Regions from separate parts of the Mus musculus genome. Here all the other regions are linked to region 3. A link is a contact called in public ChIA-PET, HiChIP or PLAC-seq and promoter capture Hi-C data. All regions are on one chromosome and are shown on one strand. Each heading gives the region's core, a stretch centred on a gene start, on an enhancer-like site or on the middle of the called end of the contact. The rest is flanking DNA. Distances are from core to core; before and after follow the strand shown. Region 1 holds the start of Ankle1 (ankyrin repeat and LEM domain containing 1). Region 2 holds the start of Bst2 (bone marrow stromal cell antigen 2). Region 3 holds the start of Jund (jun D proto-oncogene). Region 4 holds the start of Unc13a (unc-13 homolog A). Region 5 holds the start of Cilp2 (cartilage intermediate layer protein 2). Region 6 holds the start of Abhd8 (abhydrolase domain containing 8). Region 7 holds the start of Zfp869 (zinc finger protein 869).

What was found. Promoter capture Hi-C pulls out the DNA fragments that hold promoters and counts their contacts. ChIA-PET counts read pairs in DNA pulled down with a chosen protein or histone mark. HiChIP or PLAC-seq counts read pairs in DNA pulled down with a chosen protein or histone mark.
Region 1: an H3K27ac HiChIP or PLAC-seq map of embryonic stem cells shows a contact between it and region 3, with 6 read pairs. The contact joins the promoter of Ankle1 here to the promoter of Jund in region 3. A contact is called at or near these places in 6 of 39 promoter capture datasets (the 3T3-L1 cell line, cranial neural crest, hippocampal neurons and 3 more) and 5 of 115 datasets of contacts at active chromatin or transcription factors (embryonic stem cells, memory CD8 T cells and pancreatic cancer cells).
Region 2: an H3K27ac HiChIP or PLAC-seq map of embryonic stem cells shows a contact between it and region 3, with 3 times the contacts expected there. The contact joins the promoter of Bst2 here to the promoter of Jund in region 3. A contact is called at or near these places in 3 of 39 promoter capture datasets (embryonic stem cells, pre-B cells and second pharyngeal arch cranial neural crest), 3 of 115 datasets of contacts at active chromatin or transcription factors (embryonic stem cells and pancreatic cancer cells) and 1 of 9 other capture datasets (embryonic stem cells).
Region 4: a contact with region 3 is called in an H3K27ac HiChIP or PLAC-seq map of thymic regulatory T cells, with 6 times the contacts expected there. The contact joins the promoter of Unc13a here to the promoter of Jund in region 3. A contact is called at or near these places in 2 of 39 promoter capture datasets (embryonic stem cells and hippocampal neurons), 1 of 484 Hi-C or Micro-C datasets (embryonic stem cells) and 3 of 115 datasets of contacts at active chromatin or transcription factors (embryonic stem cells, pancreatic cancer cells and thymic regulatory T cells).
Region 5: an H3K27ac HiChIP or PLAC-seq map of double positive thymocytes shows a contact between it and region 3, with 4 times the contacts expected there. The contact joins the promoter of Cilp2 here to the promoter of Jund in region 3. A contact is called at or near these places in 2 of 115 datasets of contacts at active chromatin or transcription factors (double positive thymocytes and memory CD8 T cells).
Region 6: a promoter capture Hi-C map of pre-B cells shows a contact between it and region 3, with 3 times the contacts expected there. The contact joins the promoter of Abhd8 here to the promoter of Jund in region 3. A contact is called at or near these places in 3 of 39 promoter capture datasets (hippocampal neurons, neural stem cells and pre-B cells), 1 of 484 Hi-C or Micro-C datasets (CD4 T cells) and 5 of 115 datasets of contacts at active chromatin or transcription factors (astrocytes, bone marrow-derived macrophages, effector CD8 T cells and 2 more).
Region 7: an RNA polymerase II ChIA-PET map of memory CD8 T cells shows a contact between it and region 3, with 9 read pairs. The contact joins the promoter of Zfp869 here to the promoter of Jund in region 3. A contact is called at or near these places in 1 of 39 promoter capture datasets (pre-B cells) and 2 of 115 datasets of contacts at active chromatin or transcription factors (bone marrow-derived macrophages and memory CD8 T cells).

Annotation. Positions count from the first base shown.
Region 1 is chr8:71,403,909-71,407,816 of GRCm38.p6, forward strand. Ankle1 (ankyrin repeat and LEM domain containing 1) reads left to right here and starts at 2,104. Exons shown (of 9, transcript NM_172756.3): 1 at 2,104-2,189; 2 at 2,279-2,431; 3 at 2,771-2,876; 4 at 2,954-3,065; 5 at 3,305-3,841. The coding sequence starts at 2,128. Babam1 (BRISC and BRCA1 A complex member 1) reads left to right here. Exons shown (of 9, transcript NM_026636.2): 9 at 287-864. The coding sequence ends at 490. It overlaps Gm39193 (a long non-coding RNA gene), which reads right to left and starts at 2,103. Exons shown (of 2, transcript XR_870504.2): 1 at 1,968-2,103; 2 at 1,440-1,811.
Region 2 is chr8:71,535,323-71,538,913 of GRCm38.p6, forward strand. Bst2 (bone marrow stromal cell antigen 2) reads right to left here and starts at 2,150. Exons shown (of 5, transcript NM_198095.3): 1 at 1,806-2,150; 2 at 1,037-1,112; 3 at 464-503. The coding sequence starts at 2,105.
Region 3 is chr8:70,695,420-70,699,265 of GRCm38.p6, forward strand. Jund (jun D proto-oncogene) reads left to right here and starts at 2,320. Exons shown (of 1, transcript NM_010592.5): 1 at 2,320-3,846. The coding sequence starts at 3,639.
Region 4 is chr8:71,669,615-71,673,533 of GRCm38.p6, forward strand. Unc13a (unc-13 homolog A) reads right to left here and starts at 2,143. Exons shown (of 44, transcript NM_001029873.2): 1 at 2,012-2,143. The coding sequence starts at 2,033.
Region 5 is chr8:69,886,008-69,890,061 of GRCm38.p6, forward strand. It overlaps Cilp2 (cartilage intermediate layer protein 2), which reads right to left and starts at 1,385. Exons shown (of 8, transcript NM_026818.2): 1 at 1,281-1,385; 2 at 427-525; 3 at 1-261. The coding sequence starts at 1,344. It overlaps Yjefn3 (YjeF N-terminal domain containing 3), which reads right to left. Exons shown (of 6, transcript NM_001353930.2): 3 at 3,436-3,546; 4 at 3,202-3,315; 5 at 2,980-3,130; 6 at 1,781-2,015. The coding sequence ends at 1,810. It overlaps Gm33746 (a long non-coding RNA gene), which reads left to right. Exons shown (of 3, transcript XR_379069.4): 1 at 1-263; 2 at 587-900; 3 at 987-2,377.
Region 6 is chr8:71,462,324-71,466,212 of GRCm38.p6, forward strand. Abhd8 (abhydrolase domain containing 8) reads right to left here and starts at 1,334. Exons shown (of 5, transcript NM_022419.3): 1 at 1,143-1,334. The coding sequence starts at 1,152. Mrpl34 (mitochondrial ribosomal protein L34) reads left to right here and starts at 2,603. Exons shown (of 2, transcript NM_053162.2): 1 at 2,603-2,744; 2 at 2,927-3,430. The coding sequence starts at 2,680. The coding sequence ends at 3,140.
Region 7 is chr8:69,715,431-69,719,098 of GRCm38.p6, forward strand. It overlaps Zfp869 (zinc finger protein 869), which reads right to left and starts at 1,472. Exons shown (of 5, transcript NM_001039965.1): 1 at 1,338-1,472. Gm51532 (a long non-coding RNA gene) reads left to right here and starts at 1,677. Exons shown (of 2, transcript XR_003947396.1): 1 at 1,677-2,323.

The DNA.
Region 1 (3,908 bases), core at 854-3,353, 710 kb after region 3:
CCTTCCATCCTGCATTGGGAGTGCCTCTGGCTTAAATGTGCCCTGCTGCATTGAGCTTTCTGAGGTAGTTTTGTGTCCACTGAGCTGCCTCCAAGCCACACACTGCGCTTATAGAATGCTGGGAACTGTTGCTGACTGCAATAGTTTGTGGCCACTCTAGATGTCACTTCCTCTGGGAAGGCCTCCAGGGACAGGGAGGGCCTGTAAGGACTAATGATCATCCTGAACAGCCCGCAGTGCCTCCCACACTGATGATCACCCTAACCAGTCCGCACTGCCTCCACAGGACATGTTTGCCTTCATGGGTAGCCTGGACACCAAGGGCGCCAGCTACAAGTATGAGGTAGCACTTGCTGGTCCTGCCCTGGAGCTGCACAATTGCATGGCCAAGTTGCTGGCCCACCCGCTGCAAAGACCCTGCCAGACCCACGCGAGCTACAGCCTGCTGGAGGAGGACGAGGAGGCTGGAGAAGAGGAAGCCACTGTGTGAACTATGACATGTGACATCTCCGCACCCTCCTATGAGGAGAGCGCAGGCACACTATTATTGGCCCATGCTCAATCCCACTCTGTCCACTGTAAATTCATTCTTCCTGGGACTATTTTTGTCACCGGAATAAAAATCTGAGGTCCCTGAGCCCACCCTTGGTGTCACTTTGGGCTCACTGAGACCTGTTATTAATGTCACAGAAAACAGGCACTAAACAAAGCAGTGGTGTATGGCTTCAGGCTCAGCTGTATCCGAGTAACCCACAGGCTGGTGTTCACTGCGCTTTCCAAACTCCTCTTCATCCTACAGAACCCACTCCAGATGTTCTTTTATCCAGAAAGTCCTCCAGAAACAGGGAAGATCTATTGAAAGTGGAACTGGTATGGCTGTCATATTTGGGACCTCCTAGATACACAAAAGTCCCAGCTCCAAGTGGGAAGTGGGTTCTGATGACACCTGTCACCCCCAATCTCAGTATCCTGATCTGATTGAACTTGTGTAGCCATGTGGTCTCGCCATGAGCAATCACTGCCTAGGGTTTGGAACCCTGATGTCCTAGGCAAGGATGGGGACATAGGGTGTGCGCCCTAGAAGAGGAAGGGAAACCCAGGAACCCCCCAGCCCCAGGTCAGACCAGAGGTTCAACCTGTCCACCTTCTCCATTTATAGAAAACAAAATGGCAGTGGGTGGGAGTTGGGCTCACCTTGATACAGGCGGCTGAGACATGAGGAGGCCAGTTCTAGGTTAGCAGGGCCCGCATTGGGAAGCACTGGATCAAACGGTGCATAAAAAATAGGCCAGGAGCCTATGATGACTCAGCCATTTAGAGCACAAGCTGTTCTTGCGGAACACCCGGGTTCAGCTCCCACACGGGGTCTCACAAGTCCACTTTCCGGGGATTCGATGCCCCATTTCTGGTCATGCAAGCAAAACACCCACACACTTTAGTTAATTTAAAAAGTAGGTCAGCTTGATTTTCTGGCCTTTGCATTTATTGGGCACTTAGTGTTGAGCCCTGTACTCCCATTTGCAAATAAGGAAAATGAAGCTCTTTATATTTTTTAATTAATTAATGTGTATGTGCACACGTGCGTGTGCTTGTGCAGGCTCCCGGCCCAGGCACACGTGTCGAAGTCCGCCTGTTCCTTCTTTCCAATGTGTGGGTTCTGGGTATCGAACCCAGGTCACTAGACTTGGCAGCAAGCATCTTGACCAGCTGTGCCGTCTCGCTGGTCCTCTCAAAGCTCTACTCCACAGAGCTACAGCCAACTCAGCTGTGCCATGCTGTTCCTCGGGAGTCTGATCCCAGCACTCGGTTGGCTGAGACAGGAGAATGACTGTAAGTTTTTGAATACCTTGAGGTCCGTCAGGGGTATCCAGGAGTTTGTTTTGTTAAAGACAAAGAGAGGCCCCGCTCTTTATCCCCAGCTCCCCTGGAATTTGCTGTAATTCTCCTGGCATCCCAGATGTACGCACCAAACCCTGGAGTCCCTCTGGCTTGCTCCGGACGTAGGGTGCAGCTAGTCAATCCCGATCGGCGTGGGGCGGGGCCAGAAGCAGAGGTGGGCGTGGCTGCGCGTGCGTAGACAGTTGCCGCGCGAATTTGAACTGCAGAGGGCGGTGACTCCTATGGGACATGGCCGATACTGCATGCTTGGCTCTGAGGCTGCTAGCAGCACTACGCGAGGAGGAGGCGCGGTGAGGGCGGCCGGGTCCGGGTGCTACCCGACCTTCTGCTCCCCGGGTGGTCAGGAGGTCTGAGGTCTACTGTGCTCGTCCTCCTGCAGGGCTGTGGAGGAGCTGCTGCGCCTCGGAGCGGACCCCAACCTGGTGTTGGACGATGGCGCTGCGGCGGTGCACCTGGCAGCCAGAGCGAGCCACCCGCGCGCCCTGCATTGCCTTCGGATGCTGCTGCGCTGGGGAGCGGATCCCAATGCTCGGTGAGGCGCGGCCCGGGTCCCTGGGTGCGGTAGGCGTGACTTGGGACAGCGGCACTGGACGTCAGGCTCCGGGTCCGAGGCGTCAGTCAGGTCTAAGATGGAAATGTCTGCTTCCAAGGTCGGGTACAAGGTGTCCCATAACTGTCATCTGGCACTCTGGGAGACTGAGGCAAGAGGATGACCGTGAATTAGAGTCTCACATGGTAGTGGGCACCGGTCATCCCAGCACGGGGAACTGAGGCAGGAGGAGCAGGAGTTCATGGCTAGCCTGGGCTATGCGAGACTGCCTAGGAAAGGAACCAACGCCGCACACCTCTCCTCTGTCTTTGGGGATCCCAGGTCCGCGGAGGGGCTGACGCCTGTGCATGTGGCTGCCGCGTGGGGCTGTTGTGGTGCTCTGGAGTTGCTGCTGAGCCGAGGAGGTGACCCCACACTGCGGGACCAGGTCAGTACCCCGCGCAGGCACACATGGGTGGCAGGAGGGTGGGTTAAGGACGCCCCCTGCTGACGGTGACTGCACAGGATGGGCTCAGGCCCTTGGACTGGGCACTACAGCAGCGACACCACAACTGCGCACGAGTGCTGCAGGAGCTGGACACGCCCACCCAGCCTGATGAGACCCGAGAACCCACAGGTGAGAGGAACTGAGGGGGTGTACCGGGCTACCACACTGCCCGGCCCAGTTCTGTTTGTACATCTATCGTGTCAATCACTATCCATGGTCTATCTTATCGGTCACATAACTATCATGCCAATTACCTACCTGTCAGTCATCTCGCACCTATATCATTTATCATGTCTATATCATACCTGTTTATATCTGTGTTATATCTGATTACTTATTTATCCATACATTTATACATCTATATGCAGAGACGTTTCATGTAGCCCAGGGTAGCTTTGAAACTGAAACATGCCAAGGACCTGCCTTAGCAGAGTCTTCTGGAGTTTCTCAAGATTCGGAGTTGCACGTGCATAGAGCTGAGCTGGAGGTGGAGGCTGTAGAGGTGGCTGTGCATCCCCAGAGCTCTGAGGCCACCGAGAACTCAGACTACAGCAGCGATGCTTCGTTTGTCACTGCAGTGGAGGACTCTCTGCAGCCCGGGCGCCCTGGGGGGGCATTGGAGCTAGTGGCTGGCTTGTGGGTAACCCGTGGGGCTGTGTCAGCTGGGAAGGGAGCACCCAACTGCCAGCCGCAGGTCCTGACATTGACTGCAAGGGACACGGACAAACCCGTACTGCCTGGTGATGGGGATCTGGGGGCTTTGCACCCCCACAGTTCGGTGCCCCCCATGTCGGATCTGCAGCTCCTCCAGGCCCTGCGGGCGCTGGGCTATAGCCCTGGACCCGTCACACCTTTCACCAGAGGACACTATCTACGGCGGCTGCAGGAAGCCCAGGCTAGCCGTGGTGAGTCCTTAGGTGGTGGTATTCAGAGTCTGGCTACACTCCAGGAATCCTGCCTTGGCTGTTAGAT
Region 2 (3,591 bases), core at 900-3,399, 840 kb after region 3:
TGTGCACTACCACCGCCCGGCCCTCTGAAACTCTTCACTCAGACACATGATGGGCTTTCTTTGTGTGTGTGTGTGTGTGTGTGTAGGGGTGTTGTGTGTACAAGCTGTTATGTGTTCATTTGTGTAGGTGCATGTGTAGGCCAGAGATGTTCAGCGTTGCTCCCTGAACATGAAGCTCACTGTTTGGGCTAACCAGGCTAGGCAGTGAGCTCCAGGATATTTCTGTCTGTCCTCCAGAATGGAGCTCCAATCATATAATTCCAGCCAATCTGTAAGTGGGTGCTGGGTATTCAGCCTCAGGTCCTCAACACCCCACGGTGGTGGTGTAGGCTTTCCTGATTAGGCCTTCTTCACAGCTCACACCTGAGCTGTAGACTGTGTGAGCCAAGTGGAGCCCAGCTTTTGAAGGAAGTGCAGTCTGGAGGGGAGTGGGTGGCGGTGGGCAGGGAGAGCTGTCTCTAACCTCAGATTCTCCAGCTCCTGGTTCAGCTTCGTGACTTCATCTGCGATGACACAAGCAGAGGGCTGGTCGGTATACTGCTGCTAAGTGAGCAGCCAGAAGGGGGAGAGGGCGGGGACAGCCAGAGCACCCCAAGGGAACACCTGGGATGCATCTAACCACCAAGGCCACACAGCAGCCAGTGTGGTCAGGCAGAGGGGGTGGGGGTGGGGTAATAAGGAGAAAGGAATCAAAGGAAGGCCAGCCTAAGGCCTTCTGCAGGGCTGTAGAAGCACCAGTTTAGAGAACACTTGGGAAACCCAGCAGATCTGTGGCCTCCACCCTCCTGACAACGTTCTTCCTACCCACCCTCTGCTCTCTGCTGACATAAACCCCTACTTCCACTCCCCAAGCTTTATTCCTTCATCCCTGGCACTCTGTCTGTCTCTGGGAAGAAACCAAACTTCCAAGCAGTGGGCTCATGACCCTGCCACCCCTTCATGTGGGTCAGCACCTCTCCCCAAGTCCCAACCTGGAGGCCTAAGCTATTCCCTCCCAGCTCCACTGGACCTCCCCCTCCCCCTGCCCCCCTCTCACTCTCAAGCTCCTTGATGCGGGCCTGCTGCTCCAGGGCTTGAGACACCTTCTTCTCCAGGGACTCCTGAAGGGTCACCTGATCAGAAAAGCGGCACAAACATGGGTTGGCTGTTGTCCTGGCCCCTAGGAAACTTCCAGGCAAAGGCATCTGAGACCTTCTCAAGCAAAGCCCCTTTCAGGTTCCCCTCCAACACTCTCCGTATCCACCCAGTCCTACCAAGGTGTAATCTCCAAAACGGCAATTTTAAGTGCCCACATAGGAGTTTGAAAACTCTTCGTAGTTAACCCCTAGTAGAAAGTTCCAGATATTCTCCTACACAAACACACAGCAGAACCGGGCTTCCCAGACAAGGTCTCTCAGAGACATATTAAAAGTTTCAATAATTTGCTAGGTGTGGTGGCTCATGTTTTTAATACTAGCACTTGAAAGGCAGCATTTGAGGCCAGCCTGGTCTACAGAGTGACTTTTAGGACAGCCGGAGCAATTTAGGAGACCCTGTTTCAAAAAATTCAATCAGGGCTGAGTGATATCCCAGTGAAGCCAAATGCTGGTCCCTAAGTCAGGTTCGAGCTCTCCAACTCAAGCACTCTACACAAAGTTTGGAGAGTCACCAAAGGAAGGGAGGATACTGAGGCCCCTGATTGCAGAGCTGTAGGGAGTTCTAAGGTCTCCCAGGATTTCAGTCTTTAGTAGCTGGCCTTCGAGGTGGGGGTGGGGGACTTGCTTGGCTGTTTCAAAGCCACTGGAGGGGACGGATTCCAGGCTTACCACGGTCAGGTTGCAGGAGTTTGCCTGTGTCTCGGCCTGCAGCAGACTGTCCTGGGTGCGGGTGAGCTGGCGCTGCAACAGGTGCGTGGTGTTCCGGCACTCAGCCTGCGCTCGCAACCCGTCTCTACAGGCCACGCTGTTCGCTGTGACGGCGAAGTAGATTGTCAGGATGACTAAGGTAACCCCGAACAGGACCACCAAGATCGCGGCCCCCAGCCACTGCCGGTGGCTGCCCCATCCTTGCTTCCCCCCCATCTCATCCATGGGCACGGGCAGATAGTGATAGAAAGAGGGCGCCATGTGATCCGTCGATCCTAGAGGGCTCAGGAACCCTTTCCAGGCCACGCCCTTATTAGCATAACCCCGCCCCACCACTGCTTCTAGCAAATAGCAACTTCAGGAGTCCAACGCAATTCTAGAGCCGCCGGGTTGCAAACTGCTAGTGGAGAAACTGCAGCCTTTCAGTTTCATTTTCCTGGAATGCCCCTAGAAGCAAGAGAAACTTCTGGAATTCAACTCAAATTCTTGGCCTTCGCTGGCCAGTCACCTGGTGCCTGTGGGCTTGGGACTCGACTTAACAGTGGCTGTCCGCCGGGCGGTGGTGGCGCACGCCTTTAACCCCAGCACTTGGGAGGCAGAGACAGGCCGGTTGTCGGTTTGGTCTCCTAGAAGGGGAACTAAGACTTCAAGGTTCAGTTGTGGACTGAAGACCAAAGGCCAAGGTTTGAGGTCAGGGGTCTCCATTCACGAAAGGATCGTGGGAGCTATTGAGAATCTGTATATTGAGAATAGTGGCTACAGAGCAGCGGGCAGGAAACCAAGCCTGGCCAGGTAGCAAAGTGTGCCTCCCAGCTCTTGTCCTGGCATCAGGAGCAACCTGGCGGGGAAAACCTGCCTGCGGGAAAACCTCTGTGAACGGGGTAAAAAAGGAGTGTTTCAGTGAGCACCAGGCACTCAGAGAGGGCTTGGCCTGGCTTTGGGCAAAAGTGACATGAAGCATGACCTGGAGTTAGCATAGGGGTTGTCCTTGATTTCCTATCCTTCTGTCTCTGCCTCCCGAGTGCTGGGATGGCAGGTGTGCTCCACTACTCTGGAATCCTCCCTGGCTCCGCTGAATGTCCTGAATGGTACCCACCTCAAAACACTATGGAGTCTTTACTGAGGACACATAGGGCAGACCACATTCAGTCAAGGGGTTCTCTTCAGGACTGAAACTGTGTGGCCAAAGCACTAGTATATGGAGAGATTACGTTTTCTGTCCTTGTGAAGACCAGTTTGCATAGGAGGACTCGGTGTTGTGTTTTATAAAAAGAAAAAGAAGCCAGGGATATGTTTGATGGGGGTGTGGTATGGTGTGGGGGAAGAGGGTGCTTCTGCAGGCCCAGGCTGAGGCCCCCAGGGTACCAGTCACACAATGGGATGTAGAGTATAGAATAGAGTTTATTTAGGGCATGGGGAGGGGAGTTGAGGGCCTAGTAGAGACAGAGAAAGGCAGAGAGAGAGAGAGAGTAGAGGAGTAGAGGCTAGCCGGGAACAGGTAGAGAGAGAGGTGGGAGGGGAATGGGGAGAGAGGAGGAAGAGGGTAAAGGGAGCAAGATCTAGAAGAGGAGAAAAGAGAGGAAGAGGCAAGCAGCCCCTTTTATAGTGAGTCAGGCACACCTGGCTGTTGCCAGGTAACTGTGGGGCGGAGCCTAGATGAAATGCCAATGTTATGCCCAGTTCTCAGGAACCCCAGAACAACATCAGGAATTTCGAGTTTGATGCAAGAACAAAGAGAGTCTTTATT
Region 3 (3,846 bases), core at 1,070-3,569:
CTGGAGGGAGCTGGCAGCAACCCAGAAAACAGGACATGGGGCCTGGCGGAGAAGCCGCGCAAACACCTGCGGTCTCGGCCTGCGCCGGCGGAAGCAGCACGGGAGGGGCGGGAGGCCGGGTTTTCTCGGTAACCCGACCTCAGGAATGCGGTCGCCCCACGGGCCCTGCCACCTGGGGACGGTGCCCACAAGCTCTGCCCTCACACTCCTGGGACAGTCCCCTCTCTGCCTCAGCCACTCCCAGGGGCCCCCTTTCTGTCTTCCCGGTTTATGAAGCTGATCATTGGTTTCTGCCTGATCAAGGAAAGACTGAAAACGCAAACTAGAAAAGTCAAATTTATCTTCGCACTGTGGAAGGGTTCCTGAGAACCTGGGGATTCGAACACAGGCCCACCCACGAGATTTCAGGTTCAATGTGAAGGGTGCACAGTCTCCACGCTGGGCCATGCGTCCCGTACAAGTCACTTCCCCAGACACTGACCAGGGAAGACAGAAGCGAAAACAGAATCCAGAGTGGGCGCTGTTTCTGCCACCCACTGACCAGCCGCACTGCATGGCCTCCAGCCCAACCCAGCGCCCCGAGACTTTTTGAATCCCTCCACTCCTTATTGCAGTTGTTTTGAAGGTTTAGTAGGAGTTTTTCCCAGAGGCTAAGGGCACCCCAAGACCAGCAGGTTAAGTTTCTCCAAATAATAAAATTGAAGAATGACTGATGGGGTGTCGAGATGGCTCTGCGGGTAAAGGCTCTTGTTGCTCTTGTTGAGAGCTGACTTGAGTTCACAGGACCCACAGAATGGGAGAGAACAGACTCTGAAAGCTGAGGTCCTTCCCCAGCCTCTCAACAAGCCCTTTTCCTACAGAAATACAATTAAAAAAAAAAAGTCAGTCAGGACAGGCCGCTCCCGCCTTTAATCCCAGCATTCGGGAGTCAGAGGCAGGAGGATCTTTGAGTTCGAGACTAACCTGGTCTACAGAGTGAGCTCCAGGACAGCCAGGGCTACACAGAGAAACCCTGTCTCGAAAAGCAACCAAAAATGTTCAGGTCTTACTATTTCTTTACATTTTCCATGCCACTACAAAATGCTCTCCTTGCCTGATAGGGAAAGTGAGTCTCAACAGAGGTAAAACTTAATTTGGTACGTAAACCTGTCCCCAGTCAGCTCAAACCACCGCCTCCAGAGCGCACGCCCGCCCATCCCCCACCCGCCAAGGCCAAGTCCCAAGGTCAGGGCGGAGCCTCGCGCGCTCCGCCAAGCTCCGTACGGCCCCGGGGAGAGGCAGGCCTGGCGCCGGGGGCTGGCTGGCGTTGGGCCAGCACTAGCTGGCTCAGTCGTTTGGCGGGGGGCGGGGGAGGGGGTGCTGGCTGGGATATGGCTCGCGAAGCGCAAACCCCACGTGTGTGGTGAGGGGAGAGTCCACTCTATCTTTCTGGATGGTCACTTGCCTACAAAAGGGGATAAAACCTGGGTGTGTGGCTCTCTGAGGCAACAACTGGTCAAGGCTCGGGCGGGGGTTTGGGGGGAGGGGGGAGAACCCTCTGAGGCCTCAATGGCCTGGGCGAAGGTCCTGAGGTGCAAAGGAGCTCCAATGGGGTACAGATTGGAGAGGAGTCACAGAGAAGGGATGAGACTCCTCTCTGGTCTTCTAAGGGTTGTGTTGAGTGTGCTGGGACTTGTTGCTCCCACCTCTTCCACCTCCGTTCCCAGCAAGCAGAAAAGCCTGCATCAGGCCTGGTGGCATACTGTACTAATTAAGAGGGTAATTACCAGTCCGGATTCTCATTTGCAGGCTCCACTCTGGGACCCACCTCAGGCTCTAGAAGAGTCAAGAGTAAAAACGTGTACTGCCATGGCTGTCCAGAGGCCTGGCACCCTAGTTCTGTCCTTGGGAGGACAAATGTGTGGTAAATGCCTGTCCTTACAGCACATAGAAGGCAGAAGGATCACTTCTCAAGTCTAGCCTGAGCTACAGAAAAATTCTGTCTCAAAACAAAGGCAAAAACAAAACAAAACAAAAAAAACCCCACAAGCTCACCCCAGAACTTCCATCAGCAGGAGCCCCAGGTCAACCTGGGTTACAGCTTTTGCATAGTGCCCTTTAACTCTAGCACTTAGCAGGTCCACATCTGTAAGTTCCCAGCCAGCCCCAGCTGGAAGGTGAGAGATCCTTGCTCAAAACACAAAGTAAAACTCAACAAACCCAAGACTCAAATCTCATGCTAAGATGAGGTGATGGGCACGTCTTTCACGTTGAGGCAGTGAAATCACCCTCAGTCTTGGTCAGCTAGGGTACAGGGTGTCCTAATAACTGAAACCGAAGCAAGGCACAATGGCATATATTAGTCATCCAGAAGCCTGAGGTGAGATTTTGGGGGGTTCGGGAGGTCATTCTGGGGTACAGAGTGAGATTCTGTTTCAAAACGTCCCAATCCAGGGCCATAGGGTAGGCTTAGAAAGTAAACGTGACTGCACCCAAGTCGGACAGCCAGAGTGCCACACCGGGGAGAACAGACTCCCAACTCTCCTCTGACCTTCCTGGACACACACACACACAAAGCACAGATACCTACACAGACAAACACAGATACACAACCACACAGACAAACACACCAGCATGTAAAATAAAAACCGAGATCTGTAGGCCGAGGTTAAGAGACTCAGGCCTGTTACTGCCACACTTGGGAATATGAAACAGGGGGACTGAAGTTAAGTTCATGAATAGCGGAGTCTAGAGGATGAGATCCTGTCTTGACCCAAAACAAAGATTAAAAAAATTTTTTTTCACCGAGATCAAGAAAAAAACCTACAACTGATGGCTACCCTGGCTGCAGTTGGACTCCACACATCCCATCCTCAGTTTCCCCAAGGAAAAGGCAGGAGGTCAGCTTTTAGGGCGTTCGACTCCACCCTGTGAAACTGACAAGGAGCTAAGTAGTTGTGGGGACTCTCCAAGGGACCCTCCTCTGCCTCCCCCTTCCTGCCCACACCTGCCAGCTCCCAGCCGGAGGAACCCTGGCCGGCGCCCGGCCCCCGAGGGGCGTGCCTTCGGTGGGCGTGACGCGGGGCGTGGCTTCACAGAGGGCCTGGGTTTATGAGGCTCCACACATCACGCCACAGAAGTGCCAGAGACAGGGGAGAGATAGACGCACAGATGAGGTCCAGTTTGAGAAACAGAGAGGCAAGATCTAGAGGGAAGTAAAGAGGGGAGGAAGAGAAAGGGAGGAGAGGCAAGAAACAGCAGGGTAGGGACAGAGCCTGCCCGGCAATCCAAGCTGGGCGTGGTGACCCGGCCAAACCGCGTTCAGCCCCACCCCCATGACGTCAACCCACAATGCAGCGCGTTGTTGTGCCATGTAGCGAGCGTCGCTCTTGGCAACAGCGGCCGCCACCAGGCGAGGGCGTCCCGCTCCCGCCCCTTTATGCAAATCAACGACGTCACCTCGCGCCAATGGCGAGCGGGGGCGGTGAGCTCATCGCGGGGGCCGAGGCTATAAGAGTGCGCGCGGGCGGCGCGGGGCAGAGCGGCCGGCATCGGAGCCGGTCTGTACGGGCAGCGGACTGGGGGGCATACGGGGCCCCCCGGGGAGGCCGCGGCCACTCCCCCCGCCCCGGGGCCGAGCGCGGCGGGGGAAGGTGGGGATGGAAACGCCCTTCTATGGCGAGGAGGCGCTGAGCGGCCTGGCTGCGGGTGCGTCGAGCGTCGCTGGTGCTACTGGGGCCCCCGGCGGTGGTGGCTTCGCGCCCCCGGGCCGCGCTTTCCCCGGGGCGCCCCCGACGAGCAGCATGCTGAAGAAAGACGCGCTGACGCTCAGCCTGGCGGAGCAGGGAGCGGCGGGATTGAAACCAG
Region 4 (3,919 bases), core at 893-3,392, 970 kb after region 3:
GTGGAGGAGGGAGAGAGCAGACACCCCAAATTGTTTTTTTGACCTCCTCATACCTACATACAGTCAGGTGAGATCACAGGTCTAAGATGTACGTAGTGTATCTGCCTGTGACCAAGTGTGTTTCAGGAGGTGTGGTCAAGTATGTGCCTGTGTTGAGATGGGAAGGGATATTTTTTCCTACATTTTCCTCTGTATGTGTGACAAGGCTTGTTTAGCCCCGGCTGGCCTCAACTCCTGAGTCCCTGCCGATGCCTCCCAAGTTCTGAGGTGATTGGCATGTGCTGACAGGTTTGATGTATGCAGTGCTGGGGATGAAACACAGGCCTTTGTGCATCCTGGGCATCACTGTTTGAACTGAGCTATGAGCACTGTACCAACTGAGCTGCAAGCACTATACCAACCGAGTTATGAGCACTGTACCAACTGAGCTATGAGCACTGTAGCAAGCACTATGCATACTGAGCCTCAGCTCCTGCCTATCTATGTGTATATACTAAACGTTCCTTAGCATCCTGTGTGTACAATCTAGATCTGTATCTGCAACATGGAAGCTTCCATTGCAGAGGAGCCTGGAGCCCCCATATATCCAATGGCAGCCCTAGCCATAAAGCGTCCGTGGGGAGGGTCGTGGGTGGTTGGAATGAAGGTGTTCCCTGACTGTGAGGGTGAGTTCAGGTCCACTGGACACCTCCAGGCCCAGCTTTACCACGCCCAGCGCCCCACTCAGGCCCCACCTGCACCTCCCTACCTCTCTGCCTGTTTCCTCTCCCCAGAGCCCTACCCTTCATTCCCTGTTCTGCCCACCATGGTATCCAGGGAATTCAGTACAAATGTCTCCTGGGCCTGGCTTTCTGGAAGCCTCCTTTCTTAGGCTGCACGCCCTCCACCCCCACAGCTGAGCCTCCGGTTTGCGTCAGAGTTGGGGTGACGCGCCCCCCCCCCCCCGCCCCAGGAGGCAGGATGGGAGGACACGGGATTCAGGGAGCTCCCGAGGTGAGGATCCCCTTCACGTTCAGCTCCGCTTACTTCCCAGGTCTGGAAGCCGCGGATACCCAGTAATCCTGGGCAGTCGGAACCTTCGAGGCACAGGGTCAGAGAAAAGAGTTCCTGCTCCTTTAAGAACACCCGCGTCCAACAGACTAGAGCGATGCACCGCGGGGCGCGGGCGGGCTGGGCCGGGTTTGTGAATGGAGCAGCGAGCGGAGGGGGAGGGGGGGACAGGGAGGGGGAGGGGCAGAGGGGCGGGGCCATCTAGGGCTACACAGCCGCGGAGCTCAAATCCGCACACCGCCGCCCAGGTCTCCCGCCGCCTGGGTTCTGAGGGGATGGAGACTCGCCCTCTTCCTTACACAGCTTCCTGGAGGTGGGAAGGGGAAAGGGAGTAGGGGGTTCACCCCCCACCCTCCAAACCTAGAGCTCACAACGGTATCGGCACGCATCGCTACATGGCCAGTCGGTCGCCCAAGGTCTCCCGCTGTAGAGTTACCTGGCAGCCGTGCCTAGCCCCACCCGGAACTTCGAGGGGTGCAGGGGTCACACCTCTCCCGTTATTCCCTCCCTACTCTCCAAATGCGGAGCGTGGGCCTGGGCGTGGGCCTCGGTGCAGATGGCGTTTTGGCCCCAAAATAGCTGCTCCCCCACATCTCCTTCCCTTCCTCCAGCCCTAGGGGTGAGGCGAAGAGGGAGCCACGAGCTTCCGCGGAGCCTGCTGCACTGTTTAGGGCATACTGGGGATCGGAGAGGTTGCTCCTACGCTCAGTCCGGGCCCATTACCCCTAAACGCCCCACCCTCGCGCGCACGGTCCGCCGTCTCCTCAGCCCCAACCAGGGCCTATAAACCGTCTACACAGGCGCCCCGAGTCCCTCATCCACTCGTGTGAGTGACAGGAAGAGCACCTAGGGCTGATCCAAGTGCGCCCTGAAGCGCGCACCGGGGGTCCCCCTGCTGTGCAGCCCGACTCGGCTCATCCACGCACACCCCGCACTTTTCCCGCGTCCACGCAGAACCTACCTCCCACGCACAGCAGAGACATGACTCCAGGCGGCTAGAGCGCGGCGGGTGCAGCGCGGGGCTCAGGGCTTATGCCGGGGCCCGGCCGCCGGCCATGTCGCTTCAGCACCGGGGGCGCGGACAGCGCCTGACGCGCTCTGACGCTGCGGCGTGGGCGGAGCCGGAGACGCGTGACGGGGCGGGGCCGGGCAGACGCCTTAAAGGGCTCGTAAACTGCGGGGAGTCCAGGCCAGGTCGTATCTGTTTCAAAGCCCTTTGCTTTCTGGCTCAGCCTCGATGAGTATTTCTGTCCGTGCTCCACCTACCTAGGTCTCCACGTTTCTATTTCCTCTCTGAGCCACCTAACCTGTGCTCTTGTTTTACATTCTCCTGGGTAACAGAACTGCTATTTGCTGTCAATTCCCCATCTTCAGTGCCGCAGGAAGCTGTTTGTTTATTGGTTTTTTTGTTTGTTTTTTAATCCGGGTACTGACACTTGCGAGACATGTGCCTTACCTTCCCCGTATGAGGCATATACTCTACCACAGGCACATATCTCTGCCCATTTTATAACTTTACTTCTTGCGGGCCATGGACGTAATAGATCTCTGCGAGTCTGTGGCCATCCTAGTCTGCATAGTGAGATTCTATCTCTAAAAACCAAAACAAACAAAAAACACACGTTTATTGGGTCTGGAGAGCTGCCCAGAGGTTAAGAGCACCAGCTGGTCTTCCAGAGACCCCAGCCTTCTGTTCCTCGCACCCACATGGTAGCTCCCAACCATCCACAGACATGCACAGAAAGCAAAATAAATCTAAAATTTTTTTTATACATTACATTGTTTATGTGTGTAGAAATGAGGCACACACATATCACAGCGCCCATGGAGATCAGAAGGCAACTTTCCAGACTTGATTCTCTTTCCACTATGTGGGTTCCAGGAATAGAATTCATGGCTTCAGGCTTGGCAGGAGGAGCTCACTGGGATATTGTGCAGAGCTTCTTGATTTTTTTCCATGTGTGGAATGTGTGTGTGTGTGTGTGTGTAAGACAGAGTTTGCATGTGCCTGTGTGTGCATGTGAGTATGTTTGTGTGTGTCCATGTGTCTGTGTGTGTGAGTGTGTCTGTATGTGTCTATGTGAGTGTGTTTGTGCTTGTGTGTCTGTGTCTGTATAAGTGTGTGTGTATGAGTGTGTCTGTATGTGTTTATGTCTGAGTGTGTGTTTGTGTATCTGTGTGTCTGAGTGTATGTGTCTGTATCTGATAGTGTGTGTGTATGTGAGTGTGTCTGAGCACACACACCTGTGCATGTAAGCCCAGTGAACAACCCTGGATGCTGTTCCTCATGCACAGGTCACTTATTCATCATTGTAGCTGTTGGTAGCAGTGTCTTACTGGCCCTAAGCTCACAGCTTAGACTGGCAGCTCCTGGAGAAGGGCCTGGAGGTATGTATCAGCAGCTCCTCCTGTAGGCTTTGGAGACAGAATGGCGGCCACCCTGGCACCTCCACTTCCCTTAGGCACCTCAGGAGCATGGTAGCTACCCAGCCATCTTCACAGCCCTCTGCTGCTCTAATTAAAATTTATTTGCATTTATTTTACATTTGTGACTGTTCTGCTTGTATGTCTGTGTCCCACCTCAGTGCTTGGTGCCCACACAGGCCAGGAGAGGGTGTCAGGTCACTGACACAGGGGTTGCAGTGGTGCTGAGCCACCTTGTGGGTGCTAGGAATCAAACTTGGGTCCTCTGGAGGAGCCAGTACTCCTAACCACTGAGATGCTCAATTCCCCTGCCCCCTTCCCCCTTTGCAGAGTGACCTTCATGCTTGCTCACATGCTGAGCTAATTATGTGTTGGTGTAAATTCTAGACTCCTCCTCACTGTTTATAGGGGTGGCCCTGAGTGAACTGCCCCAGACAGCTAAGCC
Region 5 (4,054 bases), core at 135-2,634, 810 kb before region 3:
GGAAGCGCACGTGGTAGTTGGAGCAGCGGCGGCCTCGAGGCTGCTCACGATTGAGACACCAAAAGCCACGCTCTGGGTTGGCGTGCACCCTTTCGCCCATTGCAGCTGGTAGCGCCCAGTCGGTGGTGCGCGCCTCCAGTGCCAGTGGTCTCGGGCACACCCGCGCGGGACCATAGTAGAATCGAATGGCGGCCAGGCTCTCGAAGTCGCCATCTCCTCCCGGGTGATCCACGTTGAACCACGACGTCCACTCGCTGGCCTCTGTGAGCATCGCACGCTGAGCCCGGGTCCCACCTCCCTAGTCTCTCCAGCTTGGAGCCTTGAGGCCCAAGGAGCTGTGATGTCCAAGGACTCCTCATTCTCCCTACCCTCCCCACTGACCCCACCAGGCCCAGATCACACAGGCGGGTTGCTGAGGTGACTCACCCTCCCAATCTTCCAGGGCTGGCGAGGGCTGGCCGGTATCTGGCGGCCGTCCCTGAAGACCCCTGGCGGTTGAAGTGTGCTCCTCGGTGGGGGTGGCATCTGTGGGAGTTCGAGGAGGCACAAGATAGGGACCACTGAGACCCCTCTTTTGGTGCAACAGGGGGAACATTGACTACCACATTTCACGGGATATAAAACTGAGGATCTGAGAGGCCAGCTCTAGCCCCGGGGACTGCAGCAGCACCCACTCCAGGAAGCCTTCCCATTACTAGCAGCGGACCCTGAAGCCCTGTCACTCCGCAGATCTGGCGACTCTATGTCCCACTACACCTCTAGGCTCAAATGTTCATCAAACACAAGTCGAGTGTATTAGGCTCTGCCTCTACCCGCAGACCGCTGCAGTCTCTTCCTGGAAGTCCCCTCCTGCCATATACTCTCCCGGGTCTTTCTAGGTGGGACGCAAGGTGCCAACAGGTAAGTCCTTGGTTTCTCTGGCCTTCCATCTTTCCGGGGTGGAATAGGAAGGCAGACAGGTTCAGACAAACCCCTTCTTCCTGGAGCCCCAGCCTTCTGAGAAATAGGACTGTCACCAGCCCCGCGGAGAGACAGCTACGACCCCTTGGCACAGATTTGGAAACCTGATGATTTACAATTCAAAGCCTTGGCCAAGTGGACCTTCCTGGGACGACGATGGAAGAGGTTTCTTTCACCGGCTCTCTGGGACGCTCATGAGGTGCTCCCCCGCCCGCTTCTGTGCCTGCGGCTGTCGTCCTGGTGTGTTTGTTTGTGTGTGTGTGTGTGTGTGTGTGTGTGTGTGTGTGTGTGTGTAGGGGGTGGTTCCCAAGGTATCTCACCTCGCGCTCCCGCTAGGTGTAAGGCGGCAAGGCAGAGATAGAGCAAGGGCAGAGGTGATGCCATCGCCAGGTCCGAACTGCTCTGCGAAGCTCTGAGATCTGACTGTGGCGGGCCTAGCCGCTGCTTGGACCTAAAAGGGCGGAACGGGCCACAAGCCACGCCCCCGCACACCAGACTGGGTCTTCTAAGCCTCCCGCGGTACCTCCGCCCTTAGACTGCCCTTGCCCGGTGTCCTGCGTTCCCCCCTCCTTCTCCAACTGGGTCCCGTGCTGTGTGCCTGGCTCCCTCTGGTCTGAAACTTGAAGCTGCTGGCGCCCTAGGATGCTGGACGTTCTCTATATTGTTAAACTTCGGTCCTAAGTACTGGAGGCCACCCCCCAGCAGGGGTCTGCTCTCCATTCTAAGAAACTCCACGGCGCAGCTCCTCCCCACAAACCCGGAGGGAAGTCTCCTCTCCACCCGCCCACCCCCTGGCCTGGTACACAAAAGAGGCAGGGGAGAGGTGGTGGAGATGTTTATTGGTGCGGTTCACAGTGAGGCCACGCAGTCGGTGCCAGTATATTTTGGCAGGTGCAGGCCAAACTTTCGGCGGACGTCATCAGGCACGAACCTGCCGGCTACAAAGTGGAGACGTCCGGAGAAGCGGCCGGCGCAGCTCTTGGGCGCTGCAAGGGACACCAGCACATCGGGCTGCACCGCGTCCTTTGCGTCTCCGCCAGCCTCCGCATCCCAGCCTGAGGGCGGAAGAGGGGGAGCTGAGGACCTCCGGCCCGGGACCAAGTCTGCTCTGCCTCCCTCCACGCACGCGGGTAGCGGTCAGACCTGCTAACCGCAAACCGCCTCCACCCTCCGACTACACCATTTCCACTGCTAGTCTGCCAAGACCCAGCCTCTGCCTTGAGCCGTGTCTCCTTCCGCAGAGGTTAGGAACCGCGCCTTGCTTAAATCAGACCTTCCTCACCCACCTCGGGTCTGACCTCAGCCTCTCTACCCCACCCTGTACTGTGACCCGAGACCCCCCTCCTTCTAAACTGTGCCCCCACATCCCTATCGTATTTGATTTCCCCCTCCGACCTGAGACATCTTGGTTCTCTGACCCACCTCGTGGTACTTTTGTTAGGACTCTGCCCTCTCCCCAAACCACCAGGAGTTTCGGTTCCACCCAGTCCACGAACCAGCAACCAGGACTTCTCTCCTGCCTCAGGCACTAACCAGAGCCACCGGCTCCTCTCTCTGATTAGAGGCTTCCAACTGCAGAATCCCTCACTTTTCCGGGACCACCTACTGTATCCCCCTAGGACTAGATATGCCTCGGCTTTGGTCGGGGATTGTCCTGGAGCAGTGTAGCTAGGGGACACCCCCACGCAGTCCCCACGAGAGGCTGAGCGCTGTTTGTCCTTAGCAGCTCTGGCCTGGCAGGCGTGGCCTCTGCCGAGTGAGCTCACAGGACTGGTGGTGGGTGGTGCCCGTGGAGCTGAGCACTCGGACCAAGGGGACACGGAGTCACTTGGGACAGCCACTTGTATCGCTCCCATCCTCAGGGCGGGTGTGAAATACGATGGGGGCAGACGCGGAAACCGAGGTTGAAAGAGTTGGACAAGGAAAACCGAGTTGGGGGAGGGGGGTGCAGAGGGGTAGAATTTAGGATGGATGGAAAAAAACAGGCTAGGGTAACCAGGCTGTCCCTGGGTGGCGTGCCTGAGGGGACGTCCAGGCTCACAAGCGGGATGGAGAGTCGCTTCAGCGTGGCCAGCGCGCGCGCGCAGTGCCCGCCTGCTTCAGCCAGCCGCACTCCCGGCCCAAGCACTGCGTCCACCACCAGCCCGTACGCGTCGTCGATGAGCCGCACCTGGGGAGAGGGGCAGTGTCAGGGGCTGGGCTCAGACGGGCCAGGGCAGGGGCAGAGTGGGTGCATCTGACCTCGGCAGGCAGGAAGGACAGGAAGGGGATGTCCATCTTCTCGCACTGCGTGGTCAGGTCACGGTGCAGCGCGTCGGCCGAACGCGCGGGGCAGAAGATGCTGGGCTGGTATTCCTGGGAGGCAGGGGGTGGGGGGACCCGGGTTCGATGATGGAGGCGGGAAGAAGTTCCCCTCCTGTCCCAGCGGGACCCCAGTCCCACTTCTGTCCCCCACATCACGGCCCTGTTACTCACGAACACCCGCAGGTGCCGGGCACACGCCAGCCCCACGGCGCCATTCTGCTCCGGGCCGCACACAACCAGCACTGTCCTCTGCTTCCGCGACAGCGAGGGCAAGGGGAAGGCCTAAGACATAGCAAAGCAGGGCGGCTAGATGGAGGCGGGTTCTGGGGCAGAAGGACGAGGCCATGGCAGAGGGGTGGTCTGCATGCGGGGCAGGCAGGCAGACCTTGCTCAGGCAGAATGTGAACCCGGCCTCCGCGCCCAGTGCGGTTTGTTTACTCTGTCTGCACTTAGGACACACTCCCACTTCCCTTGCCCAACTCCTTCAAAAAGGTGAAGAGTGGGGTGATCCCAGGGGGATGTCCCCAATTCGGCAAGAGTGGCACCAAGGCCATCTGTTTCTACCCCACTCCTGCTTTATCTTTGGGCATTTCCTATCCGTCTGCTCTCTATTTCAAGCCATCAGTCTGGCATTACTTTTGTTGTTTTAGAGATCCTCACTCTATCTCAAGCTGGTCTTGAACTTGCAGCAATTCTGCCTCAGCCCCCTAACTGCAGAGTTAGCAGCTCTGTGAACCACCACGAGGGCAAGCTGGGCTACTGAGGAAAGCCAGCTAAGTGGCTCAGCTGA
Region 6 (3,889 bases), core at 84-2,583, 770 kb after region 3:
GGCTGGCTTGGAAATCCTCATGCTGCCCAGACTGACCTTGCTCTGCCTTCCACCTCCGGAGTTGTAGCAGGTTGAGCATACAGGTGTTCCTAAGACCAAAGGGAACCTCGAACTCCCACAGTCCTCCTGCCTCTACCTTCCCAAGTGTTGGGGTGACAGATGTGCATCAACATGATGCCATTGGTTTGTTTTTGAAACAAGGTCTCATTCTGTCGTCCTGGGCTGTACACTGGTCTCAAACTCCTTGCAATCCTCCTGCCTCCACCTCTGCCAGTACTAGAATGACTAGTGTGAACCCCGATCACTGCCAACCTTTTACACGGGGTTTCATTCTGTAGTCCATGCTGGCCTCAACCTTGTGCCCAAGCTCCTGGGTGGTGAGATGACAGCCCATAAAGCCTGGCTCTTATTCTAAAATGTCAAAGTTCTTAGCTCAGGCCTCTAGTGTTAATCTGACTAGTGACGAATGAGGCGGGGGAAGGATGTTGGCCACTAGAACTCGGGTTGTATCCGGCTCCAGGTTCAGAAGAGAGCTAGAGCTGACTTGCACAGTATCGAGAACTGATGGAGGTTGCTGCCCTCAGCATCCTGTGTTCAAAGGGTACACAACCCTAGTGGCAGCCAGGAAGATAAAGGCAGAACCTGACTGGGGGCTCTGGGCCTCCATCCGGTTCCCTTGGCCACCCCCCCCGGTGTCCATGACAACCACAGGCGGTTACATAACTCCAGGGGATACCGGAGCAGCACACCCCCATTGTCTGAGGCATAGGGATGGGGCCAGCTTCGTTTTTCCATCACGGCCTGGGCGCCGCTGGAGTGATGGTCATTAAATACCCCGCTCGTGATAGCCCCGGATGCACTTGAGGGGAAAGCAGGCCTTGCTCCTCATTTCTAAGGCTGTGGAACCCCGACTGTGGCGGCTTCTCTAAAGCGCAGCGCCAGTCCTGTTTCCCAGCCCGACCCGCTTTTCCCTGGAGTTCGTCACCCCCGCGGTGGGGTCAAGGCTACCGGGGTTCCGCAGCATCCTAGCAGTACGAATGCGGAGCTTGGCGGTTATCCACCCCCGGCAGCGACACCCCCCACCCCTCAGTGGAGGCCTGGCAGCCTGGTGACTCCTCTCTCGGGGAACAGAGCCAGCTCACCTGAGGTCATCGAGGGGCCCGGGGCCCGAGGCAGGACGCAGGGGTCCCGGGCGGAGAAGCCAGCGTCCACCTGCAGGTGCCGCTTACATGGTGGTGCGGGGTTGGCCGCATTAGCGCGGACAGGCGCGGGCCCGGACGGTCAACGCAGGGGCATCCCGCAGCCGCGTAGCAAACCGGCCCTGTAAGTCCCACCCAGCGTGGGCGGGGCCTGGAGCAGATGGGCAGGCATCTCGGCCTATGGCAGCGGCGAGCCGTCTGGCCTAGATAACCGTCCAACCAGAGGCTTCTCTTCCCAGGATCAGCGCGCGGTCTGCAAGCAGCAGCCCCACCCCTGTGAAGAGTTTGGGGGGAATGAGGGAGGGATGGGCTAGAGCCTGGACCGAGAAGGGCTTGCAGTCGAGGGACAGCGAGTAGCTTGGGGGTGTGGTGGATGTGCTCTGTCTGGGACAGGGTCTCCTCAGCCAGCTTCTGCCTCCCGCAAGGCGGTATGCCCTCTGTCTCTTGACCTTCTCGTTCTGCACACTTCCAAATCTCTACACTTTCAGGTCGGGAAACAGACAAAACATCAAGGCAGGCATTTGAACCAGAGGCTGTGTCAGAAGTGTCAGAGCTGCTGCAGAACTAGCGAATGGGAATTGCATCCTAGTGATGGGGTCTCTGCTACACCAAGACTGAGCCCCAGGCTAACCTTCCCACCCTGGCGCGCTGTTCGCTCATGGGCTCAAGGTGCAGCCCAAACACTTGTCGCCATCCCTTCTACACACCTTCTACATACAATAAGTACTCAACACATCGCCTCAATTATTTGTAGGCACAACTAGCCATTTTACCATTTAGTTCATGGTAAGGACCATGAACTTCAGAAATGCTGGTGTGTACGGCTTCCTGTGGCTGCTGGCACGGCTGTCTGGACATCTTCTTTAAACAGTGGAGAGCTATGGAAGGTGTGTGAACAGGAGTCCAGATCTGAGCTGCGGGAAGAAAATTCCCCCAGGCCAGCCTGAAGGATTAAACTAACCAGAGCAAATTCACAACGCACGAGTTTTCGAGATTATGAAGAGCTGGAACTCAAGGACATCCGGGCCGCGCGCCAAGAGAAGTCTTGGCTGCGGGCGCCAAGAAGCTGCCAGCCCGCTGCGTGCCAGCTGCCCGTCTTCAATGAGGGCGGGTGAAAAGGCCAGCAGCCAGTTCTCCAGACTGCTGCCAGAGTCGTCACCACCACTCTGGGGCGCCCTCTACCAGTGGCCGAGGCGAAGAACTACAACTCCCAGAAGGCCAGGGGGACAGAATGTCATACGCACACGCAGGAGTTTACATTCGTTCGCCCTCTCCTGGTCATTTTGGAGAACTACATGCCACTGAGGACAGACATCCCCCAACCCCCACCCCACTATCGTCACCTGCAGGTGTGGAACTACAGCTCCCGGAAGGCCCCGCGGCAACAAGAACTACATTTCCCAGAAGGCATTGTCAAGGAGCCCAGAGTGTAGGAACTGGCATTGACCCGGACGACCGGACCATTGACCCGCCGCTGGATATGGCTTTCCTAGCCCGGTGCTTTGGGTGCCAGGCCTGCAGATCGGTGGCCCTATTGAGTGGCAGGTGAGTGTTCAGAGATACCCTGCTCCAGAATGGAAACAAGGGTGGTCTCTATAGACTACCATGCGTACTTATGTAGCGCCTTTTGTAAACAAGCTCTTTTGTTGCCCTGCCCATTACAAAGGCGGCTCAGAAAGTCATACAGCGTACATTCTCTGAGATTCACGGTTCCTCTGGTCCCACAGGTATCTCCAGTCCAGAGTCTGGATGGGGCTCCCGGACTCCTGGCCTCTCCTCTCCCTGCAGCAGGCTCGCGGCCGCGCGCGCGGAAACGAGTATCAGCCGAGCAACATCAAGCGCAAGCACAAGCACGGCTGGGTCCGTCGGCTGAGCACGCCTGCCGGCGTGCAGGTCATCCTCCGTCGCATGCTGAAGGGCCGCAAGTCCCTGAGCCACTGAGGAGCGCAACGTCGCAGGGAATAGACTCAGACGCCGGTAGAGTTGCCCGAGGGCGAGAAGTTGGGGCAAGCTGAAAGTGGGGGTCTGTCCCTTCGTAGGTTTTTAGACGCATCCCCCGTCGACGGCTGCTTACCAACCACCAGCACCTGCGATACCTCATCCATTTCTGTGAATATATTTGAAGGCATCTTTGCAAGACGGGGTCATTAAAACACAGACACCACCCCTACGTTTCCAGCCATTCCAAAGTATTACCGACTTAATAAATATTCACGTTTCTTGAACCACTACGTATGTATTAACTTACAGTTCTGGAAGACTGGTCGGGGTTAGGGATCTTGGGGCTTCTGCTTGACCCCAGGACTCCAACAGGGCTTTTAGTTCATAGGTTCTGTGTCCCCATACAGGAAAGTATTCTCTCTCAGTTCCTGTGGCCTCTATGTTTCTATTTCAGATCTGACCCCCATGTGCTCCAACACCCCAGCTCTAAATCCACGTGACCCATCAGACAACGGGTCCCTTCATGACAAGGCAGGGGCTGCTGACATAACTCAGCAGGTAAAGGCGTTTGCTAAATAATGCTTCAGGACCTAAGTTCAATCCCAGGAATGCACACCATAAAAGGAGAGGACAGTCAGTTACTAACTACAGACGAGACATCGGGCCAAATCGGAAGCCAGCACCACTCTTAAATCACCCAGTGTGGCATTGTTTTAGATTGATGTATTTATATGTTGTATATGCCATTT
Region 7 (3,668 bases), core at 222-2,721, 980 kb before region 3:
ACACCAAGCACTAGGATGGCACGGCCTGAAACCAGCCTATCATCTGATACCTGTGTGAGCCAAGGATCTAGTCAGGGACGCAGCTTCAATTCAACTGAGTCCCTGTCAGTTCACCAGGACCAGTCAGTCTGCCTTTCATATCATATAGACCACTACAGCCACTTTCAAACCTGACATCCTCGGGCTTCATTCAAAGCTCTCCCCCTGTGGCTCACTAGTCGTGTGTTCTAACTTCTCTCATCAACTGAAACACTGCTTGCATTTCTCTTCGCCAACTTCTGGGACCCTCTGAACTCTGCTGCAGCCTCTTTAACTTATGCTGGTTGTGTAAACAGCATATGTGGATATAATTATATATTTACCGTGTGATATGAAAAAATATTAATAATTAGGATTTGGAAAAATTGAACCTTGGATAGAATATCTTGGAAATATAAAATATCTTGGAAAAATAGCCTTGGCCAGATTACCACCAGAGGCGTGACACCTTTTTACTTTCTATTCAGTAAATTATGAAATTGTGGAAATACACAAACATATTTGTCTGTTTCTGATATAACATCCTCATGACCAGAAGACACAATCAGAAAAATGTCAGTTCCCAGGTTCAATTACAGATTTAAGATAATTCCCACAAAATGCTAAAAAGTTCTTATCAGGTACATAAAAGACATTGCTGAATTTTATATGTAAAATACTTTTAAAAAAACACACAAAATGGTTAGCACAATGTAGACGAACCCACAACACACTCGTAACATTTCCAATCAAATACACAAGACAACACACTGTTTAGGAAGAATAAACAGATCCACAAAAAAAAATTTTTTTTTAAATTAGGAGACAAGCTGACCTTTGATAAAGTAGTACAATCTTTTCTAGAACTGTTTCTGGGACACCATCCGAAAGAAACTCTTGGACAAAGACTCGGAGAATTTCACAAAATTAACTCACACTTGATGCTAGACCTACGAAGCCCACAACGTCTAGACCACAGCGCAGAGAACACAGCAGTCATAAGTGCGACACCAAAAGCACAAACAGGGCGCCAGCACTGGGCGGTGACGTCACCAACCCGGAAGCTACCCCCTGATTAGGAGGAGTCTTCCGCTCCCCGCGCTCTGCGCAGACATGGCTGGAAAAGCGGAAGTGATTAGAGTCCTCCGAGACAAGCACTGGCCAGTGACGGGGCCCACGTCGCCCAGTGGAACGCACAGGGTGTCCGCTCGGCCGGCCGGTCCCACCGCTCCCCCAACCCCGGGAAGGACCTATCACCCCGGCTCACGCGGCTCAGCCGACCGCTCCTCCCCATCCGGGGACAGCGGCCCCGCGCTCACCATGGCGCGGTTGCTGAGCTCGCCTGCGCTCCCCCTACAGCTCCCGGCAGCGGCGATCACACCGCAGCTCACGGGACCACGCGATGCCTGCTTAAGAACAGAATCTGCAGCATGGCGGCGGATAGGACCCACCTCTCGTCTCGTCTGGTGTTCTTGATTGGACATCTTGCCCCGAAGCTTTGATTGGCTAGAGCTGCACCACAAGTCTGATTGACAGGAGTTCCCTAGATGCAGCTGCGTGGATGACTCAATTCCATTGCTCTAATTGGCTAGCATGCCCTGAATGATGAAGCAGTTCCTTTAGGCGCTCTTGAGTGAGTGGCCTGGCCTGAAGGTTCTGATTGGCTAGCACTGCCCTACGAGGGCCTGAGTGACAGGAACAGCTTCGCTTGGTCCTTGTGAATGAATGTCCTGCCCTCAGGGCCCTGATTGGCTAGTGAAATCTGAATGACAGCTCCCATAAGTGGATGAACTGAAATTAAAAGACGTGGACCACACAGACCTTCCCAACTCTGGCTTTCACCCAAGTTCATGCAAGTCTGCTTCAAGACGATCTGATTGAAGCAGGACTTCCTTGTGCATCCCAGAACTTTCACAGCTTGTCTTCTTGCACTCAGTAGGTACTTAAGGTTCTTCCTCTTGGAAGCCTTGTTTTTGTGCACAGTCTATTACATACACTCCCCAAGGCAGTGATCACTTTGCCTCACAACTAGACCAGGGCCCAACCCAACCCCTATCACATCGAAACAAGACTTGATGTCCTCCGGGTTTCAGGAATTTCAGCAAGTCACGCCAAAGATTGCTCAATTATAACAAGTTGCACCTTTTCTTTTTAAGCAGAGAAGCGAACCCATTCCAAGACCAAGGTGGTGTTGCTTTTCCTGCAATCCCAACAAAGGAGGTGGAAGCCAAAGAACCAGGAATTCGGGATATACTTCCTGAAAAACTTCCAGTATCAATCACAGACTACTCCAGGTCAACAGAAGGTATTGAAAGACTCCGAGAGGAGCCCCTCGCTCAGGCCTCAGGACAATAGCGGACACCCAAGAACTCACGACAGACCGAGCTTGTTGCAAACCACATGAGGCTTTATTCGGGGAAAGCCAGAGCTCTGGGGACGACTCATATCCCACGCAGGGGTAGAGGAGTTGTCCTCGAGGGGAAAGAGGTCCCAGTTTTTATAGGCCCTCAGGGGGGAAAGGAGAAGGGGGAGATTAGGGGATTTCCAGATCTAAACAATGTCTATTCTCAAGAAATGGGTATGGGAGGGGTACAAGGAAAGAGTCTAATGAAGGTGCAGCAATGGGCACACACCTGGTCAGAACTTTGGCAGACACACAGGTTCAAGAAGTGGCCAGAGCATTGTGCACCTCTATTTTTCTAAATCAGTGAAGCTAGTTCTGCTAACACTGACGTCTATCTTGCCAATTTCAGGGCTTCTGTGTCCTTTTACATTCTGCCAGGATCTTTCAGTATTTGAAGGAGCCTTACACATTGAAGATGCCTGTATCCACGAGGCCACAGAAATGACCAAACCACACTAGAATAGTGAAGGAAGACAGGAGATAGCTAATTTTTAAATAAGCAGATAGCTAAGGAGAGTGGCTCTGGATCAAATCAAACTGATTAGGAGTTCATCCACTTGGGATCCAAGGATTTACTCCAGATTCTTGCCCAAGAGAAGCTGCCTCATGGTCCATCCATTTGCCTAGGAATTTCATAAGTTCATTCTTTTTTAATAGCTGAGTAGTACTCCATTGTGTAAATGCACCTACACGGCTAACTTCACACATATACCACACATGCACACATGCACGTTCACTAGCCCCATTCCACTGAGGGTCACTCACAACCCACCTGGTAGGCTTGACTGAGCTAACTCCCTCTTGCCCTCTGTGCTGTAGGCCACTACTAACAAGGCCAGGTAGGATCTGAGAGCCTTCTTCATAGAAACTTCAAAGATTTTATTCTTTAATATCATTTAATATGAACCAATCAGCTAAATGTATGCTGGCTGGTCCATTTCTAGAAGGATAAATGCACTCTTGCAGTTGTGCAGTTTTGCTCCACAATCTATATGTATGAATAAAGTATACTTGGGGGAGGTGGCTGGAAAGATAGTTCCAAAGTTAAGAGCACTGACTGCTCTTCCATAGCATCTGGGTTCAATTTCCAACACCCACATAATGGCTCACAGTAACTCTAGCCCTACAGGATCCAACATCCTCTTCTGACCTCCCTGGAAGAGGCATGCACGGTGCACATACATACATGCAGAAAAACCAATCACATGAAATTCATAAAGGGCCACAGTGCGCCCTCTCTGAACAC